Regions from separate parts of the Zea mays genome. Here region 2 is linked to region 1. The links are chromatin contacts, called in public Hi-C maps. All regions are on one chromosome and are shown on one strand. The core of a region is the stretch at or near the end of the contact, and the rest is flanking DNA. Distances in the headings are between cores, read along the strand shown.

What was found. Hi-C and Micro-C count contacts between places; a contact is called where the count stands out from the background.
Region 2: a Hi-C map of endosperm shows a contact between it and region 1, with 2.9 times the contacts expected there. The contact joins the promoter of LOC100381412 here to the promoter of LOC103629275 in region 1. A contact is called at or near these places in 7 of 25 Hi-C or Micro-C datasets (bundle sheath, ear, endosperm and 3 more).

Annotation. Positions count from the first base shown.
Region 1 is chr6:49,174,109-49,180,273 of Zm-B73-REFERENCE-NAM-5.0, reverse strand. It overlaps LOC103629275 (actin-97), which reads left to right and starts at 2,881. Exons shown (of 5, transcript XM_008650452.3): 1 at 2,881-3,468; 2 at 4,053-4,122; 3 at 4,205-4,598; 4 at 4,903-5,516; 5 at 5,633-6,069. The coding sequence starts at 4,063. The coding sequence ends at 5,698. LOC100285325 reads right to left here and starts at 3,108. Exons shown (of 6, transcript NM_001158218.1): 1 at 2,956-3,108; 2 at 2,426-2,512; 3 at 1,999-2,095; 4 at 1,175-1,475; 5 at 1,029-1,083; 6 at 104-462. The coding sequence starts at 3,039. The coding sequence ends at 385.
Region 2 is chr6:49,517,419-49,522,914 of Zm-B73-REFERENCE-NAM-5.0, reverse strand. It overlaps LOC100381412, which reads right to left and starts at 1,675. Exons shown (of 5, transcript NM_001361425.1): 1 at 1,043-1,675.

The sequences.
Region 1 (6,165 bases), core at 1,632-4,131:
AACATAAAGTTTCATACATATATATTTTAAAATACTAAATTTATACTAACAATTCGGTTATTCACTTTCATCCTGGGAGTATTTGCTTGACAAAATCTCAGCATGGAACAAACAGTATTTGCTTTCTACTTACAGCGTTGTGTGGAACCAAATCATCATACAAATGAGCCCTGTAATTTGCGTTCTCATACGATTTGGCAGGACTGGCCTAATCTATGTTTTTTTTGTAAAGATTATGCTTATATATTTCGTTATCAACATGAAGCCATAACTCTGAACTTCACTTCTAGCAGTCTCTGTGTCCTGAAGACCAGCAGCCACGCACACATCACTAGGAGTCCTAAGAAAACCTCAAATCATAAAGAACAAAATTCCTCGCGGTAGTTAGCCACTTGATCTGAAAGCACGAGTCAATGCGTTATACGCTTCCACGCACCGTCTGAATTTTTCTTCTGCTTCAGCCTGGAAAATACAGATGCGTCCAGAATTAACATCTTTGGTGATTTGGTTAAGTAAATCAACAAAAAAGAACAGAGCTGGTATTTTCATGTTCAATCCACAGTTTCAACAAATCAACTCAATCACTTTAAGTGTGCCGTGCATGTCAATTTGGCAATGCACGCAAAACAGTTCCTTGAAGTAGGGATGAAGATGGAAAGGATATATTCCGCTATCTATCCGTTCCGAAAGGGTCAAAATTCTATATGAATAGTCTGTATCTAAGCCCGAAAATTTAGCATCCAACCGTACCCGAATCCGGATATTCAAAATCAGATTTCTGATATGTACTTATATGAGATAGATACCATTATCCAGATAATCTGTATCTGGTTCTAAGACCCGAGATAAAAATATAGAATATAATATGAGATGTAGGAAAAAAATGTAAAATCACTAGTATCTGTCTGTATTCGATCCGGATTTATCCATGCACTGAAGGAATAGATACTGAGCTTCAGCACCAGTCACGAGAATCATTTGAAACAGATGATAAAATGCAAGGATAACACACATACTATGACACCAACCTGTGAAGGCCCTTGATGTTTGTCTGGGTGCCACTTGAGAGCAGATGCACGAAAACTGCAGAATCACCATGTTGAATTAGCAACCTTGTGACATTGAAGCCCTGCAAGTGCAATGTGGTGTTGTAGGAAACGTTCAGATGACTCACGCAGCCTTAATATGATCCAGCTTTAAGGGACCTAAAACTGGCAATCCGAGAGAAATCCTATAGCTTCGCAGATCATCACGGCTCGACCCCTCGTCCTCATCGACGTCACTTTCGTTCCAGAACTTCTCCTTTGATTTGGCAGACTGAGATTCCTCCCTCCATTGAAAACCACTAGGATTACTACCAAGGCCGTCGTCCTCCCCAGGCCAGTACCAGGTGAAAGATTTCTTACCACCATAGGTACCATATGGTGTGTGCGCGCATTCATCGTCATCATCGAAGCTTTTCCAGTAATGCCCGCCTAAGTTAAACATCAATGTGCAGTTCTTGTCATCCAAATATACAACAACAACAAAGCCTTTTCGTCCCAAGTTAGAGTAGACTAGAGTTAAAACCCAACAGAAGGCATAAGACAAAGTTCATGCACGTGAATAACTGTGTTTTCTACGTGCTCGTGCTCCTATTCAAGGCTAATTTTTTAGGTATAATCCATCCAAATAATAATAATTTGAAGGTAACAAGCAGATCGTGAAATGTAACTTATCCATAAAATAATAAAAGGTACATAGCAAAGGTGCTAGGAAAATGATCGTCCAGCAAATAAATAATGGAGCAAAAATCATTAAAAGCCAATGCTCGCAGGGAAATGTTAGTGCGGAACAAATGCACGTGTAAAAGGTTGGCAGAGCCCTCATGTTTGTGTATTTTTAGTATCCTGTCCAGTATTCTAGATGATTGAAAACATATAATTGAGCTGTACACAGAACAACACAAGCATTTAAAATTCAAAAGTCACTCAAGGTAAACGGTTTGAAAGAGCTTACGCTTATTTTTTCCACAGGGATTTTTTCCTGGAGCAGAGCGCTGAGCCTTCGACCCGGTACCACCTTTCTGCTTCCTCATTTGTTTGTTACTGCTTTCCTGTAGAGAGCAACGACGCGTACTTGAAGCAATCCACTTTCACAGCGGGGAATGTATTTCCCCGAACAAATGAAAAAGAACAATGCAGTCACAGGTATGAACTGAGCTGTAGCGGTGAAGGAGGCAAATCTGTTTGTGCCCACGAGCACCAACCGGCATGTGGTACATGTCCAGTTACTTATACCAGGACGACCGCATCGAAACGGGGTCGCTCCAGAAGTTAAGTGCATTAGTGGAATTGCTTAGAGACAAACAAGCTCACATGTCTGCAGGCAGAGAGAATTCACGAGTAGGAAGGGGAGAAAGAAAAAAGATCGCCAAGACAAATACCTGACATGTGCCGCCATTGAGCAGAAGGTTCTTAAGGGCGCTCTTCGCATCCCCTCGCTTTTCACGGACGGTGAAGCGGAATCGAGGCTGCCCAAAACCACTGTTAGGTTCGAAATGATTCCAGAAACGCTCTGATGCCACAGTGCATACATGGCGAGTGGTTAAGGAGCGATGAGTGATATATGCACTGGGCTGGGTCTTGTAATAAGTCATTACAAAATATATCTGAACAACTAACAGCTCTCCGACTAGTGAGAGCGTGCAACATTACACTTGCACACGCACATTTTTGTTTGGAAGGAAAGGAAATGCAAGCTAAATCCATTGTCTACTGGTACTGAAATTCCACTGAAGGTGTGCTGACACGGAATTATTTGTTTTTTTGGTGGCGCTGGCGCCTGCCGTTGGCTAATGTTTCCTAGGCTAATCTCGCATCACATCGCATCTAGTACGCTGGAAGGAAGAGCCACAGATATGCATGGTTGGAGAGAGCGGGGAAGTTTAATTTGGAGGGGGTACAGTGGATTTACAGTGGATTTGGAGAGCGCTGCGGAGGAGGAGTGGAAGGCCTGTGCCGCCCACGCGGCCGCCGCGCCCCTCCGTGCGGCTAGCATCCCCTCCCCTCTCGGCTGCTTGCTGCGGCGGCGCGTCGGCCCACGGGTGAAGAGGGGAGAGGCGAGAGTGAGGAGACGACGACACACCTGTCTCTGTAATGCAGATCGGGTTGACGGATCCAACGGCTGGAGGAAAGTGTTTATAGAAAAGCCCCTCACTGTCCATTATTTTGTGAAGAAGCCAAACCCGTCGAATTGCAAGCCAGCACAGAACAGATCCCTTCTCAATCGCATCTGGGTCTGGCAGTCTTCTCGCGGTTGCAGGCCACAAACAACTGCTCCTCCTGCATTCCCCCTTTCCCCTTCCGTCCGCTGCATTCCTGCTCTCTTGCTCTCCTCGCTCTCAGACCACAGTTGCCGCCGCCGCCGCCCTAAGCCAGGGTGCTGAGGCTTTCGTTGGCCTCTTCGCCGGCAGCGAGCACCCACCAGGTACTCCCACCTCTTCTCTTCCCTTCCCTTCATGCTGTGCGAAGCTGCGAACCGTCGCTCCTCTGCGGGGCGACACGGGCGGAACCCGCGCCGCCGCTGCAAGAGTTCGCTCGCTGCCGCCTGAGCACGCGGCCGGAGGCCCGCGCCGGTGCGAGGGTGGCGGCAGCGAGGCCTTTGTACTCTCCTCGCGAGTTCCCTCCCCAAGCGTGCTTGCCTCCTCCTGCCTGCGCCAGCTAGGGCTGGGCTCGATCTGGTGCGCTATGGCCGGATCCGTGGCGTGGCGTGGGTGGAGATCCACTTGCAGGGGCACGGATCCGCATTCCATGAGTCCGGATCTGCAACAGCGGTGGCATCAGCGCGGCGGGGGGTGCGATTTTTTTTCAGATGCATATAAGTCCCTTTACTGGATCCGCCCCGCCCCTGAATGCGATGTTGCAAATTTCAGATTCAATATAACGTCAGAAACCGTTGTCTTCCAGTTAGCATGCGTCTCAAATCCAGTGCTCCTTTTCAATCACATATTGAACTAAAACACTTTCATCATTGACTCATTTGATTCTATCCATATGCGCCACCTGCAGCAGTTCTGTAGAAATGGCTGATGGTGAGGACATCCAGCCTCTTGTCTGCGACAATGGCACCGGAATGGTCAAGGTCAGTGCTTTTCCCCTTAATTTGTACAGCCATAGTCTCCCCCACCCAAATATGCCACTAATTTTGTGTATCTATCTTCTAGGCTGGTTTTGCCGGCGATGATGCACCAAGGGCTGTATTCCCTAGCATCGTTGGGCGTCCTCGTCACACCGGTGTCATGGTAGGGATGGGGCAGAAGGATGCATATGTTGGTGATGAGGCACAGTCCAAGAGAGGTATTCTCACGCTCAAGTACCCGATTGAGCACGGTATTGTAAGCAACTGGGATGACATGGAGAAAATCTGGCATCACACTTTCTACAATGAGCTCCGTGTTGCCCCGGAGGAGCACCCTGTGTTGCTTACTGAGGCTCCTTTGAACCCAAAGGCCAACAGGGAGAAGATGACCCAGATTATGTTCGAGACTTTCAATGTTCCTGCCATGTACGTTGCAATTCAAGCAGTCCTGTCACTCTATGCTAGTGGCCGTACTACTGGTATGACCTGCTCCTTCCTTTTAGTTCAGTGTTGATCCAGTTTTCTAGTAATCTCTCTCTTTGTTTCCATTAGGCTCTTATCAACCCACCAAGTATCTTTATCTTCTATTCTTGCTCATGAGATTGCATAACTCAAAATACACTGCATATGTGGTTACCTCAGTCTGCATGGTGATATGAAATTATGAATTCAGGGAAAAAATAAGTATCTCAGCTAGTATACCAAGAATAAATAACGGAAGTCAAAATTAGTTGTTTACACGGTGTGACTGAAGTTTCCTCTTTTTTTATTCTCAATCTACAGGTATTGTTCTCGATTCTGGTGATGGTGTGAGCCATACTGTGCCCATTTATGAAGGATATGCCCTTCCTCATGCTATTCTACGTCTGGATCTTGCTGGTCGGGACCTCACCGACTCGCTCATGAAAATTCTCACTGAGAGGGGTTATTCCTTCACAACCTCCGCCGAGCGAGAAATTGTAAGGGACATCAAGGAGAAGCTTGCGTATATAGCTCTTGACTACGAGCAAGAGTTGGAGACTGCCAAGAACAGCTCCTCAGTTGAAAAGAGCTATGAGCTACCTGATGGCCAAGTAATCACCATCGGTGCAGAGAGATTCAGGTGCCCCGAGGTCCTCTTCCAGCCATCCATGATTGGTATGGAGGCTGCTGGAATCCATGAGACAACATACAATTCAATCATGAAGTGTGATGTGGATATCAGGAAGGACCTCTACGGCAACATTGTGCTCAGTGGAGGTTCGACTATGTTCCCCGGTATCGCTGATCGTATGAGCAAGGAGATCACTTCCCTTGCACCAAGCAGCATGAAGATCAAGGTCGTCGCACCACCTGAGAGGAAGTACAGTGTCTGGATAGGAGGGTCGATCCTAGCCTCGCTCAGCACTTTCCAACAGGTATGCGGTTGTTTATATCTACTTTCAGCTGCTGCACTTCATTTGTTTTAACTCAGTAACATGGTTGAAATGATAACACTTCCGAATTCTGTTGTGATGTGGCATTGATGTACCAGATGTGGATATCCAAGGAGGAGTATGATGAGTCTGGCCCGGCAATCGTCCACAGGAAGTGCTTCTAGGTTCCGCAAGTTCCTCATTGTTATCTAGTCTCAAGTTATGCCCCCGTCATTTCTCGAGATATGTGTGGCAGATTTGCCTGCGACGTTTATTTTCATCGGACCTGAGTCTTCTCGGGGTTAGCAGCTACCTTTGAATGTTGTGGCTCCCTGTGCGAGCGTGCTGTGTCGTATCACCTGGTTTGTGAGATTAGTTGTTGTCAAACTTGCTTGGTTTGATTGGTTGTGCGTTTAAGAGCTGATAGTTATATACATATATTGCTTTGCTATACCGCCGCTATATCTATGTAGCCTTTATGTATGTATCTGGATTCTGAAATGCAAGAATGAACTTCGAGCAGCCTTTGTGTTGCCGATATTTTGTGGTGCCGTTATTGAACAGTGTGCCAACTGAAGATTATACGACCGTGGAAGCCTGGTTTGGATATTTACAAAGCTGTGTTTTACAAATAGTAGCCTCGGCCCTATTT
Region 2 (5,496 bases), core at 426-2,925, 340 kb before region 1:
AAGTCTGCTAAATTTTTCACCTATACCGTGATGAAAATAGCTTCTCTGATATTTAAATGAAGTCACTCCTTGTAAGCAGACTTGATGGGCATCAGACAAGTTTTTTTTCCTTCTTCACATTTTTGTATATAAAAATTTAGATGACCATACAACGTATGCCAACAGATGAATTTATGCTGGCAACTTGAAATACTCCACTACATCCTTTTATTACCCCCAGGAGAACCATAATCTACACACCAACGACAGCCTAATAAAATCATGAGGGTGTGGGCGAGTAGCAACATGCCAACCGTCAGCTTCACACTGGTTATCTGTGTGAGCACTTCTGATGGCATCGTCTATTGACATGTAAATTCACACCACCTGGTGCAAGCTAGAAAACAAGATGTTGCAAACAGAGAAAACATTCCTCAGCCAAGTAGCTTAGCAGCACATTACCATCACAGCTAAAATCAGTGGTGAAGACCGAGAAATGCAGACCCGAACTGCATTCAGGCAACTTTCGTCCCAATGTTACCAAACAAAATCGGTATCAGGGGTGGCTGCAGTATGCAACTTTCCTACTCAAATTGCCAAGAAACATCAACACCAAAACCGCAGGGACTAGAAATCCGGAAAAACTACAAACTAGATTCTTCCAGAAATGCGAGAAGGAGCCTACCAGCACCAACTGACTAGGATGCGCAGAAAACACCAAAAAGAACCAAACTTTGCGCATGAACGAGAAAGGTTCGCGTACCATCACAGCTAAAATCAGTCGTGAAGACCGAGAAATGCAGACCCGAACTTAATTCAGGCAACTTTCGTCCCAACGTTGCAAACCAAATCGGTATCAGCGTGGCTGCAATATGCAACTTTCCTACTCAAATTGCCAAGGAACGTCAACACCAGAACCGCCGGGACTAGAAATCCGGAAAATTTACTAAGTAGATTCTTCCAGAAATGCGAGGAGCCTGCCGGCACCAACTGACTAGTAGGATGCGCAGAAAAACAGCGAAAAGAACCAAACTTTGCGCAGGAACAAGAAAGATTCGCGTACCACAAGCTCCTGGTGGAGACCAAGCGTCAGCTCTCCACGCGCCGAAGGCAGGAAGAGCTCTCCTGCCCCTGACGGCTTCCGCACTCCCTACAAGATGGGATCCACCCGGCCTCCGGCCGGAGCGCCGCCGGCCGGAGCGCCGCCGGAAACTGGGAGGCCGCCGGCTGGCGTGCACCGAGGATGGATGGAATCAATGGGCTTGCCAGCTCGGCTCTTCCCTCTCTCGCTTTCTCACCTTCTGTGCTGTTGATCACGGCGGATGGGCTCCCCCTGTTTGTTCTTTCCCTCTCGTCTCGTCTCTCTCTCTCTCTCTCTCTCTCTCTACGGCCCCTCTTCCATTAGGCCCCGTTTCAATCTCATGAGCTAAACTTTAGCTTCGTGCTAAACTTTAGCTATATGAATTGAAGTGCTAAAGTTTAGTTTCAATTATCACCATTAGCTCTCATGTTTAGATTATAAATGGCTAAAAGTAGCTAAAAAATAGCTGTTAAAGTTTATCTCGCGAGATTGGAACAGGGCACCCTGTTCCTGCTGCTTTCTTTCTCTTTTCGGGCACTCCGGCTCACCCGGCGGTGATGTCTGTACTCATCTCCCCACATGGCCATGCCCACGCCCATCTTGTTTGTGCTCATGCTTTGGACTCTTCACTGGGCTTTAACTTGTTTTCTAAGTGCTTGCTTGACCGTATCTGCTGGCCTGGCTTGTGACTTCTTACAAGTAGCCAGCTAGTCTTGGGGAACAATTCGTTTTTTATGGTGTTGCTATGATCGACTTGCTCCTCCTGTAAATGGAATTTTATTCCTGCGACGGGCACTAGGTCATGGGTTTGATTACTGTTGCTCAGATCTGGATGGATGGTCTTCCTCGCTCGCTGACAGAGTGACAGGCAGACACATATGCTTCTTTCTTCTGGAAAACTGTTGCATATTTGTACTGTTAGTATTTGGCATGATGTCAGTCTAATAATGATAATATCAACTCCAAGAGACTCTCTGAATCCCATCTAATCGCCTACAAATAGAGATTTTAATTAAAAAATATCATAAAATATATTTTTTAATTAGTTATCTAAATATAACAATCTTGATTTTTTGCTAGCCAAAGATAGAATGGATAGAAAACAATAACGACTAGACTACGTAGATTATAAATAAGATATCGAAAAACTCTTAGAGAGTTCAAATATATAGAAAATGATTTTTATACAAATAATTCTCTATATAATAATTTAGAGTGAGCTTTCGAAAAACTCTGGGATATGCTCTAAGATCTAGCGGCCTCTTCTTAGTATGTGAATTTGGAAAGGGAAAAGAAGAAATGGTAGTGCCATGTACTACTAGCTAGCAGCAGGAGTTAGTGATTGGATAATTTTGTTGAAACATAGAAGGATTAACAAATGCTTAATTAGCTATCTGACGAGGTGGTGCTGCTTTTGAGAAGATCAAGTTGGGAGACAGGTTAACAGATTACAGGATTCTAGGTTGGAAATGCAGAGCAAGAAACTTTCACCAACTGGAGTGTATAGTACTCCTTGCCAAACTTGACATAGAAGCATGTCTGCATAGTATACCACAACAGAACATCTCGTGATCTCAACAGTGGATATCAAATAACTTCTCCTTACTGGAGCTTGCAATGAATCTTACTCATGATGCATTTTGTCTCCCTGCATAAAAAAGGCGAATGTTTGCAAGCATAAACTAGGCAACAAGGAAATATTTCTTATGTTAGCCTTTTTTCAGGTTTTTTCACATAATTAATATAAACATTGGCATGATTTGTTTTCTGCTGCCCAGTGCACAAACTACTCCCATCCATTGAACAGTTGCTTGATAGAATGCTATCATAATTGGTCATTTAGAGTTGATGGTGGTGCCGACATATTGAGTGCATATTGACACAATTAGTTGAATGATGATATGACAGTGAAGTAGTTCTGTACTAATTGCAACACAAGTAATGTAATGACATGACATCTAATCTAATCAAATAATTAAGGTTTAGTAGTACTACACTACACACAGCCACATTCCCGGATCCCAATGTGCATTACCCATGTAAGATGCATTTTGATGGGATATCTTCGTACCACCTCTCAATATGAGTCACATGACATGTGGGACCATACCCCCACAACATGCCATTTACTAACTTGGTGGTAAAAAATACACTTCAGCATGGAATGTATGCAAATTTCTCATTCTTAGTGAAACTGATGTTTATTTAGTGCACGCAAGTTGTATATATTCAACTGGATAATGATGAATCTAGACATATATATAGAACACATACTAAATATCGCACAAATCCATTAGAAAAATAAAACGAACTTAATTTGGGATAGAGGGAGTATAATGTTGACTTTGCACTGAACAACAATGTATTGTAAATGGTAAAACTAACTAGAGGAGAAAGCTTAGTTAGGATACCATTTCCATACACTCCAACTTGGTGGATGGTAAAAGCGCTTGATGATGCATATTGTTTCTACAGTGTTTTTATCTTTATAGATTATAGCTGCAGCAGTCCAAACAACCGGCTTTAATCCGAAGCGTAAGCTGTAAGAGATCACTTCGTCCTTTAGTGTACTAAAAATGTCTTTCTTCACAGAGCATTAACAGAGTAGCATTAACAGAGGATAAATTAACGTTTGGCTTAAGCTAGTACTACATACGTTCTTGAATATTTATCGTCCGCTAGTTATTTTTTAACTAAAATACGTGTCGGGGACCATAATTAGGGGTACCCTCGAGACTCCTAATTCTCAGCTGGTAACCCCCGTCAGCATAAAGCTGCAAAGGCCTGATGGGTGCGATTAAGTCAGGGATCAGTCCATTCGAGCGACTCGATCACGCCTCGCCCAAGCCTAGCCTCGGACAAGGGCAGCCGACCCCGGAGGATTTCCGTCTCGCCCGAGGCCCCCCCTCCGACGGCGAACATGTTTCCGGCTCGCCCGAGGCCCTGCCTTCGCTAAGAAGCAACCCTGACTAAATCGCCGCACCGACCGACCAAATCGCAGGAGCATTTAATGCAAAGGTGGCCTGACACCTTTATCCTGACGCGCGCCCCCCGGCAGAGCCGAAGTGACCGTCGTCACTTCGCCGCTCCACTGACCGGCCTGACAGAAGGACAGCGCCGCCTGCGCCACTCCGACTGCAGTACCACTTGATAGAGTGAGACTGACACGCAGTCAGGCCCTGCCAAAGGCACCATAGGAAGCTTCGCTTCGCCCGACCCAGGGCTCGGACTCAGGCTAAGTCCCGGAAGACGGCGAACTCCGCTCCGCCCGACCCAGGGCCCGGACTCGGGCTCAGCCCCAGAAGACGACGAACTCCGCTTCGCCTGACCCCAGGGCTCGGACTCTGCCCTGGCCTCTGCCGACGACCTCCGCCTCGCCCGACCGAGGGCCTCGGCCATGGAAGACAGACACGACCTCGGCTTCGGAGGAGCCTCCGCATCGCCCAACCTAGGGCGCAGGCCAGCCACGTCAACAGGAAGCGCCATCATCACCCTACCCCGAGCTGACTCGGGCCGCAGGGAACAAGACCGGTGTCCCATCTGGCTAGCTCCGCCAGATAGGCAATGATGGCGCCCCGCATGCTCTGTGACGATGGCGGCTCTCAGCCCCCTTACGGAAGCAAGAGGACGTTAGCAAGGACCCAACCGCTCCGACAGCTGTCCCTCCGCCAGGCTCCATCGCTCCTCTGACGGCCACGACATCACACCAGCTGGGTGCCAAAACCTCTCCGGTTGCCACATCGGCATGTACTTAGGGCGCTAGCTCTCCCCCGCTAGACACGTAGCACTCTGCTACACCCCCCATTGTACACCTGGATCCTCTCCTTACGCCTATAAAAGGAAGGACCAGGGCCCTCTTAGGGAGGGTTGGCCGCGCGGGGACGAGGACGAGACAGGCGCTCTCTTGGGGCCGCTCGCTTCCCTCTCCCGCATGGATGCTTGTAACCCCCTACTGCAAGCGCACCCGACCTGGGCGCGGGACGAACACGAAGGCCGCGGGATTCCCACCTCTCTCACGCTGGTCTCCGGCCGCCTCGCTTCTCCCCCCTTCGCGCTCGCCCTCGCGCTCGACACATCTGGGCTGGGGCACGCAGCGACACTCACTCGTCGGCCCAAGGGACCCCCCGGTCTCGGAACGCCGACAGTTGGCGCGCCAGGTAGGGGCCTGTTGCGTGTTGACGAACAGCTTCCCGTCAAGCTCCAGATGGGCAGTCTCCAGCAACCTCTCCGACCCGGGACGGTGCTCCATTTCGGGAGTCTTGAGTTCATGTCCTTCGACTGCAGCTACGACATGATACTCCTTCCACCGCCGCGCGACAACGACAATGGCGGCCGACAGCCCGCCCGCCGGCGGCGGAATCGATGACGTCTTCCCCGCGTGGTGGAAGAACAACATTCGAGCTCGTCCCGCCTTCTTCCCCGCCGACGGAGGGGAA